2 separate regions of the Gossypium raimondii genome follow, and region 2 is linked to region 1. Evidence: chromatin contacts called from public Hi-C data. All regions are on one chromosome and are shown on one strand. Each heading gives the region's core, a stretch centred on a gene start, on an enhancer-like site or on the middle of the called end of the contact. The rest is flanking DNA. Distances are from core to core; before and after follow the strand shown. Region 1 overlaps LOC105773802. Region 2 holds the start of LOC105774299 (probable serine/threonine-protein kinase At1g54610).

Region 1 (4,541 bases), core at 160-2,659:
TTGTAGGTTTTTGGTATTTATCCTGTTAATGCAAGTCAGTATACTCCTTAAATTAGATTGGTTTCCAAGTATGTATTTACATTTTTCTGTTATTTGGTTGTTTGTTTATGTATGAGAACATAAGAATTTTGCTATTTCTTTTGATAGGGCAGAACACAGGTATGAGAGCCTATAACGGTGAGTAGTGTAACAAAGAAGTTGATGTGGAGAAGATTTCGTGCTGGTTTAGTATGATTTTCAAACAGCCAACAAGGCATGGAAACTTGTTTTTCATTAGTTAAATATAGGTTGATATGTAGACATCAATCAACTCAGGTTTCCTGATATTTACAATTCAAATAAGCATTCTCAGATTTTAAACAACTTGGATGCACAAAATTATTCTGTTAATGATCTAGATGTGAAACATGTTTCAGTTTTTATTTGTTACTACATCATGCCCCTTGCTATGCTTGGGGAAATTCGAATCATATTTTGAATATATATAAATAATGTGATTTGATTCTCAAATAAATGAATTTGGAGATAAAATTAAACGACGATGATGCAAACATATAATAAACTAACACATGCCATAAAATAATATGAAAATCAATTAAAATATTCAATGTTGCAAAACTTATTATAGATACACGGTTAACTAGCACAATTTTTAAATCAATTCATAATAATTTGTTATACATTATTAACACCTTCGGTGAGTTAAATGTATTGTGTGATGGTTGAATAAAACTAAAATAAGAGAAGATTGGAAAATATATCTAGTATGAATGAATACTTTGTATTCAATGTTATCCCTGTTTTACACTATAGTAATGGTATTTATAGAGTACATGAGTAACTACTATTGCTAACAGCTTAACTGTTGAAATAACAAACTAATAGCTAATAGATTTAGCACAATAACAGAATTTAGCTAGCAAATTTCTAATCCATATTCTTATCCATATTCTTAACATTCACCCAACTTTTCGAGAGGCAAAACTCTAAGAAGACCCCGAAATCGATCAAAATACGAGACAGAGAGGTTTGGTAAGAATGTCAGCAACCAGTTCACAGGCAGGAACCTCAACAATGATAACAGAACCATTGGCTACCGTTTCGCGACCAAAAATAAATCAAGCTCGACATGTTTGAATTTAGAATGTAAAACATGATTAGCTGCAACGACAACTGCACTAGAATTGTCACACCAAATGGCAGGTGGATCAAAACTCTGAAGGTGTAACTCTCGTAGCAAAGAGACTAACCAAGCGGCATCACTGGTAGCTGCAGCAAGACTCCGATATTCAAACTCAGTCGTAGATCGTGAAACAACCAGCTATTTCTTGGGACACCAGGAGACAGGTGTGTGACCAAAATACACACAGTAGCCCGTCGTAGAGCATCGATCATCAAAATCCAGCCCCTAGTTAGCATCCGCATAACCAACTAAAGAAAGCCGTTCAGATGGACGAAAAACAATCCCATAATCGATTGTACCACACAAATATTGCATGATTCGTTTTAATGCTACCAGATGAACAGCAGTAGGTGCATGCATGAACTGGCAGATACGATTTACCGCATAAGCAATATCAGGACGAGTTAGAACCACAAAAACCACATACTGTAAAGCACTTGCAAGACTTTTGTATTCGGTAGGATCATACAGACGTTCGCCGTCATCCTTGGAAAGAGTAGACGAGCTAGCCATTGGAGTATGAACTTTCTTAGCACGCGACATAGAACTCCTGTCAAGTAGATCGTGAATGTATTTTTTCTGACAGAGATGAAGACACCCGTTTGACGAACGAGTAACCTCAATCCCTAGAAAATAATGGAGATCACCCATATCTTTAAGTGAAAACTTACCATTCAGCTGCTGAACAAAACTACTTATACAATCAGGCACATTTCCGGTAATAATAATGTCATCCACATATACAAGCACGTAGAGAGTGAAGCTAGTCGTAACTCGAACAAACAAAGACACATCAGATTTAGATACAACAAAGCCAACAGAAAGAACAAAAGTCTTCAATTTATCAAACCAAGCACGCGGAGCCTGATGAAGCCCATATAAAGCTTTCTTCAAACGACAAACCAAAGGTTTGCTACTTGAATCACATTAGACATACCCTGGAGGCTGCTGCATGAACACCTCATCAAGAAGATCACCATTCAAAAAAGCATTGTTTACATCGACTTGACGGAGCTGCCATCCTTTTGAGACTGCAATGGACAGAATAACTCAAATAGTAGCAGGTTTTACCACTGGAGTGAATGTCTCTTGGAAATCATACCCAGATACCTGAGAACATTCTTTTGCGACTAATCGAGCCTTGCGACGGGCAGTAGTGCCATCAAGATTTTTCTTGACTTTGAAAAGCCATTTACACCCAATTGCCAATGAACAAGATCCCAGGTGAAATTATTAATAAGAGCATCATATTTAGCTTGAGCAACAACACGCCATTCTGTAGTAGAAAAAGCCTCCTCAATCATGCGAGGCTCAATAGCCTCAACAGACAAAACCTTGGGCTTAAAAATGCCAGCTTTAAACCGAGTAACCATCGCATGAGTATTCGTCGGAAGCAGAGAAGATGATGGAGAGAAAGATGGAGTACTAGTGGTAGGTGGAAACACGAAAATTTACACATTTTTACATACTCTTTTTAACTTAAAATCATACAGTTTTGATAAAATTCTTGTTGAAAAAATAATTAATTTTTACAAAATAATTAAAGTGCACTTCAAATATGAACATGTTGAATTTTAGTTAATTTTATAATTAATTTTGATGAATTTTGGTTATTTTCGACAGATTTGCACAAAGGGCGAAAAATGGCACGGCACACACTGCTAGAAGCGTAAAACCGAGAAGCAATTTGAAGTATCGAGGCGAACTAAAATTCAGCCTAAGATGGTGCAAAATTATATGTATTAATTCATAATATAATTAATTTTAATTTATATATAATTTAATTTGGGTTAATAAATTATTATTATTTAATTATGAAAAAGTGGTCCAGTTGAACTGAATCGAGTGAACCGAACCGACCAAGAAATGGACAGCCCAAAAACCGTCCCAAGAGCTGACCCAAATCAGCTTATTAGCTTATTATTTAAGCTTGCAAAGAGGCCTTTGAAGACTTGTTCAAGTTGCATTCAAACCCCTCCACAATTGGTGGCTTTATAGATTTGCCCTAAGCCTAAATTAGCAAAGTTGAAACTATCAACCTTGCCACATGTGTGGCCGGCCAAGGAAGGGCTTTTTGGCTGATAATTTTAGCTATTTTTAGCATCCCTCCTCAGCTATAAAAACCCCCTTAGGCTGGTCATTTTAGAAACACACCTCAAGCATTCACATATTTCCTCTATTCTCTCCACTTTCTCTCTTATTTTCCATTCCAAAATTCCCTTGCTCTCTTGCCAATTTCGAGTTGAAGCCAGTCATGTTCTAGATGCTTCAGACAGTGCTCTCTTGCGAATTTCTCCTCTTGGGAAAGGGGCATTCATCAGCTGTTTGCAGCAGCAATTAAGTGTTCATAGTAGCCTTGGTCGACGAAGACAACGGAGAAGAAAGAACAGAGCAAATAGTCAAGCCACGAAAAAACACCAGATTTGATTCTTGTTCCCTATCTTTTTAATTTTTGTTGTTGTCATGCTGAACATATCTATGAATATTTATGTTGTTGGAATCGTTAATTTAATCAATTTAGCTTGAATTTAATTCGTGTTGGGTTGATTGCATTTCGTTTGTTAAAATTATTAAACTTGTGTTATGTTGTTATAGGCCTCGATAAGATGCTTGATTAAGTAAAATCATGACTAAGTTATTCTTGCATTACAATTGTTAGGTAACTAATGAATTAATTATTTAAACGGATTGAAATTGTAATTAATGAACACAGTACTTAACCAGTGCATGTTTAATCATCTAAGGTAGCTGAGGGTTAGATTAGCAATGGTATCTGACGATACATTTGCGTTGCATAACTTGCAAGATTATTGTGATTAAACTATTTCAAGGTAAGGATACTTTGTTACCTCACATAGTCTTTTATGTGCTTATTAAATTGAGTTAATTGTTTGAATTGACATAGGGATATGTACAAGAGATTATTTTGATTTAATAAGTATGTATGTGCAATAACATATTTGCCTATTAAGATTTGTTTAATCGGTTGAATTGACATAGGAATATAGTCAAGAGATAAATGGATTTTGGTAGGTGAGTATGTTTATAAGTTAGCAAATTACCGAGTTGCCGTGAACTTATTCGTAACAGTATAAACATGAGTTTAATAATTCTAAGTTAAGAAATGTAATTAATTTAACATAATTTTGCCATCTTGATTAAAATCGTATTTTGAAATCGTACATTTGAGATTTATTTATTTAGTTCACTTAGTTTAAAATTTTAGTTTTTAATCACCCTCTTTAAACAAAATATTTTTCTTCACCAAAGTGTTTTAAATAGCTTTCATAAATAATTCTTTTCAGAGTCCTTGTGGGTACGATAACTCGAAATTTACTTGTCACTTTATTACTTGTTG
Region 2 (4,478 bases), core at 1,733-4,232, 330 kb after region 1:
ACATATTCACCCTTCTGATTGCGACTCCCCACATTAATTGCCAATTTTTCTCTTGGAAGGCAGAAACATCTGAACATGATTGGTACAAAAAGATTCCTAATCAATCTGTGAAGAAGAAACTTACTTTCTCTGCTCATTGGCTTCATCATCCTTGTTATAAACAACAGGAAGACCAGAAAGGTCGCACGCTAGTGGACTTGTGAGAAAAAACTGCAAATACAAAGTATTTCTTAGCTCAAGGTTAAGAATAAGGTTCGGATGTAATCTGATAATTGCAACAAGAGCTCAAGAACAGCGGCATAATCATACTAAAGAGTAGGACCTTATATGGTCATTACATATACGAGTATAGAAATCCCAACTGACAAAATGGTACAAATAATAAAATAATATGGCAGAATTAATTAGACAACATAATAAAAGGGTAAATGCCAGACAACTAGTTTAAGAGAAAGAAACAGTCAAAGGGGAAGAAAAGGAAAAGTTTATTTGGCGAATGCAAAGTCAATTCATATGTGTTTCTTAAGGCTAAAACACAGAGTGAATACATGAATCATTGGCTCCTTTAACACATCAAACTTGTGTTGAACTTAATCATCAAACTTTGATTAACCATTGATAAATCATTAGCTCTATAAATTTTTTGAATTGGCAATTCTACCATATAAAAGAAGCAGAAAAAGTAATATCATTATTTTCCAACATTGAAAGAAGGAACTTCTGCATACTGAAGACTGATTTCGACAAGTGTTGTTAGTCACAATGCACTGATGGAATGAAACTAACAAAGCTAGATACAATACAAAAATAAAGATGAGTAAAGTTTCAAAGGCCATCCTTTTCATCGGCAGAGAAAGAAAAAGAAAAATAGAATGGTACTAAATAAGTTTCCAATTCATACTTCATTTTGAAGCGCTGAAGATGCAGAACCACGGTATGCAGGATCTAAAGCAAGAAGGGTGCTTAAAAGACCCAAGGAAGACTGAGGAAAGTTCCTGAAAGCATCCGCTAAACTAGGTTTGCATGATTGCGGAGGTCGGAAAGTTGTTGACAGCCTCAACTTTTTCCAATATGCCTCTGATGGAGTACCGCACAACTTGAAAATCTTGTGAAGTTGCTCAACCTGGATGCCCCAAAACAAATTCTAATATGAGAAACTAGTAACACCAAGAATTATACAGATTAGTGAAGAATATTAGAACGCCTTACCTCTGTTCTACCTGGCATGATTGGCCTCCCTGCAAACATCTCACCCAAAAGGCATCCAGCACTCCAAAGATCAATTCCAACTCCATAATCTGTTGAACCTAACAACAGCTCAGGGGCTCTATACCATAGTGTCACAACTCGGCTTGTGAGAGGACATTTCCGGTTTGGAGAAAAATAATTTGCAAGCCCAAAGTCAGCAATCTTTAGCATCCCGCTTTTGTCAATCAGCAAATTTGATCCTTTAATATCCCGATGTAAAATGCCCCTCTCGTGGCAGTGTTGCAAACCCGAAAGCAGCTGATGCATGTAACATTTTATCTGCACCAAGGATTCAAGATAGAAACTGATTGAACTAGTGTCTCCAATTCCTGAAGTCCCAGAAAGAGTAAAGAGGCAAAGAAATCCAACCTGTGGCTCAGTAAGCCTTTCCTCAGGACGAAACATGATTCTTGCCAGATCCGAATGCATGAAGTCAAAAACTAGATAAAGACTATATTGCATTCTTGATGTTGCCAATCCCTCAAGCTTCACTACATTGGGATGATCCAACTTCTGTAATATCATTATCTCTCGTGCCATAAATTTCACACTCTCAGGTTCTGATGTGTCAAAACGGACCTTCTTCAAGGCAACTATCTTTCCAGTTACCTTATCTCGAGCTTTATACACATTGCTGTAGGTACCCTGGCCTATCTATAACCAAACAACATAAAGAAATTTTACATCATTTGCATTTCTTACCATATAAGTTTATAATGTTTTAAGTTGCATCAGTTACTCACGGAATCAAAGACGATAATGATGACCATAATAATAATATAATGAGAGCAACTCAGAAGATCCTAATACAACCAACTTGGCCTTGTCAAGTTGAGATTGTTCAACATTCTCACCAAGGTTGGAGCAGAGAAGGATAGCATCAAAGATAGTAGTGATTGCTTTTTCTTTCCATCACTTTCTTGGCAACCAAATGATGTCAGCCAAGGAATTTCATATTAAACAAAAGGACATACGTTTTCAGATTGTAAACAAGTTATTGAAAATCCAAATTCTACTTATTACAGTTATTTGATAGTCAGCCAGCCATTGTTACCAGAGTAATTAGATGTAACATCAAAGTTCAGACTCAGAGATTTACCTTATCAAGCTTATCATACGACTCGGCACTTTTTGGAACCAAACCAGCCAAAACCTCTTTAGGGATATTGTCAATTAGCCATTTAGGCCATCCGTCAACCATTTCATCTCCAGCAACCAAAACATTTCTCCTTTCAACAGTTTCATTGCTACTCTCTTTTTCTTTACCGGCAACAACACCATCAGCACTACCAAATCCATTAAGCTTTTTTGGCGGTTCGGGCCTATGAACCCGATCTGGATCAGTATACCTCTGACCAGTCGACCTTCTATGAGCGGCAAATGCTCCTTTTCCTTTATACCCATTTTCCATTTTTAGCTTCTCTAAGCCCCTAGGTGGTGATTTCATTGGGTTCTTGCCTTGAACACAACCCATTTCTTTGTTTCAGCAACCAAAAAGGCTTCTCCTTCTTGATGGTTTAATAATGAGAAACAAAGTAGAGAAAAGGCCAAGAAGAAGAGAATAAAAAGGGAAAAGATGACACTTGGAAGAGTTTAAAGAAGGAAAAGAAGGAAATAGAAGAAGAAGAAGGTGACAAAAATGGCCGTCCTAAGCCGGCATTGTTGGAAGTTTGCTGTATGGGTGAAACCAAAAGGATCTCTTCTTTTCTTTTCCTTTTTTTGTTTCATTCGAATATTTCCTTTCGGAATTCCTTTTTGTCTCGCTTTTGCCGCTCATTGAGACAAAAATAGTGAAACTTGAAACCCCCATTCATGGAATTGCCAAATGTATTTATCATAACTGTTTAAGGCGGGAGACAAATAGTTGAAACTTGAAAGCTCAAGTGTTGCTACTGGAATGAGTGAACCAATGCATTTTGCCACCTGGAAGATGCAAGGTCACGTGACAAATTGAACTTAAATGGATCTTGATCATGGAATCTACAGCAAAACTGTCCAATAGGGTTTTGCCATGTCATGTCATGACTATGGGGACCACAGAAAGGGTGCCAACCATCTTATCTGGATGACTTGTCAATCGGCAGCTGCTATAGCTGTTGGGGGAAGGGAGGATACAGATTTCTCTCTCACCTGCACTGCTGCAGCTGTTATTACTACCCTGAGCTCCTCTATAATGTCCAAGCCAAAAGAAATTTATGCTTTGTTGTGCCTCGTCTTTCTCTCCTCCTTTACTTGTTGAAGCTTGTATGCCTCACCTTAACCTTTGCTTGGGGACATTCAGGCCTTGGGCTTCTAGGACAACGACTTTTCTTTCTTCCAGGCACGTCTTTTTTTCCTTTATTTTCTTTTTAATGGTTTTGGGTTCTGAGCATTTTCTTTGTTTTAGCCAAAAATTGAGCACTTGAATTTGTTTGCTTGGTTTATTTAACTTTTAGGGTATCATTTTAAAGCTTTTTCCTTCGGCTGCGTCAAACAAGGGAAAGAATCATATGGGTCCAATCCAAGATTCTTAGGTTAGGTTCTTTATTGGCTTGGCTGAGATATTTGCAGCAGTGTAAAAGGGAGTTCATGATAATAATAGGTTTTGTTGGTTCTAATCAATGAATTAGTGGAACAATAATTAAGGATGATTCTTTATCTCTTCTTTCTTAGTGGAATAGCAGCAACAACAACATCAGCCAGTTCCAAAATATAGAAAATAGAAAATCATCAACATCCAACATCAAAACAACAGAACTTATCCAGTAAGACTCTAAGAACAACAGAGACTATTGCTCCTAGTATAGATAGCTAGCTGAGGGGAGATGCAAATCCTTAGTTGAACAGCCTCCTTAATAGTGCAACAACAGTAGAAGCACTGAAAATAAGTGTGAGCTGTCCTGAATTATTGTTACTTAAAAGTTAAAAAGTAATCATGAAAATGCATGTGATATATTAGTAATGTTTAGGTTGAGTACGTATCTGATTTCCCAAGCGAATTTCCTTGTTGAAAAGCAGTTTGATGGTTTGCTCTTGTTAAAACCAATTCTGGAAATGTCTGGCATTTACATTCCTTGTGTTTCATACCACCCTTGACTCCATCAGAGCCAGATGCTAGAACTTGAGTATTATGAGCTTATATGCATTTCCTGGTGTCAGTTGAAGAAGCTGATATCTGCAGCAAATACCATTTCTATAACTCAAGCTGGTTATTCTATCTTCTTTTGGCGATTATATGTCAGCTCAGGAAG

What was found. Hi-C and Micro-C count contacts between places; a contact is called where the count stands out from the background.
Region 2: a Hi-C map of leaf shows a contact between it and region 1, with 2.2 times the contacts expected there. The contact joins the promoter of LOC105774299 here to the enhancer-like site in region 1. A contact is called at or near these places in 2 of 2 Hi-C or Micro-C datasets (both in leaf).

The regions. Positions count from the first base shown.
Region 1 is chr6:28,737,537-28,742,077 of ASM2569854v1, forward strand. It overlaps LOC105773802, which reads left to right. Exons shown (of 10, transcript XM_052632387.1): 10 at 148-422. Among protein-coding and RNA genes, the nearest start is that of LOC105773802, 14 kb to the left of the region's middle. Within about 2 kb of position 1,410, the one cell type or tissue checked has open chromatin away from gene starts, as enhancers often do. A contact at or near this core is called in leaf, where this site is marked.
Region 2 is chr6:29,067,759-29,072,236 of ASM2569854v1, forward strand. It overlaps LOC105774299 (probable serine/threonine-protein kinase At1g54610), which reads right to left and starts at 2,983. Exons shown (of 7, transcript XM_012596745.2): 1 at 2,348-2,983; 2 at 1,618-1,902; 3 at 1,210-1,527; 4 at 902-1,123; 5 at 125-210. The coding sequence starts at 2,722. It overlaps LOC105774300 (a long non-coding RNA gene), which reads left to right and starts at 2,981. Exons shown (of 2, transcript XR_008197125.1): 1 at 2,981-3,572.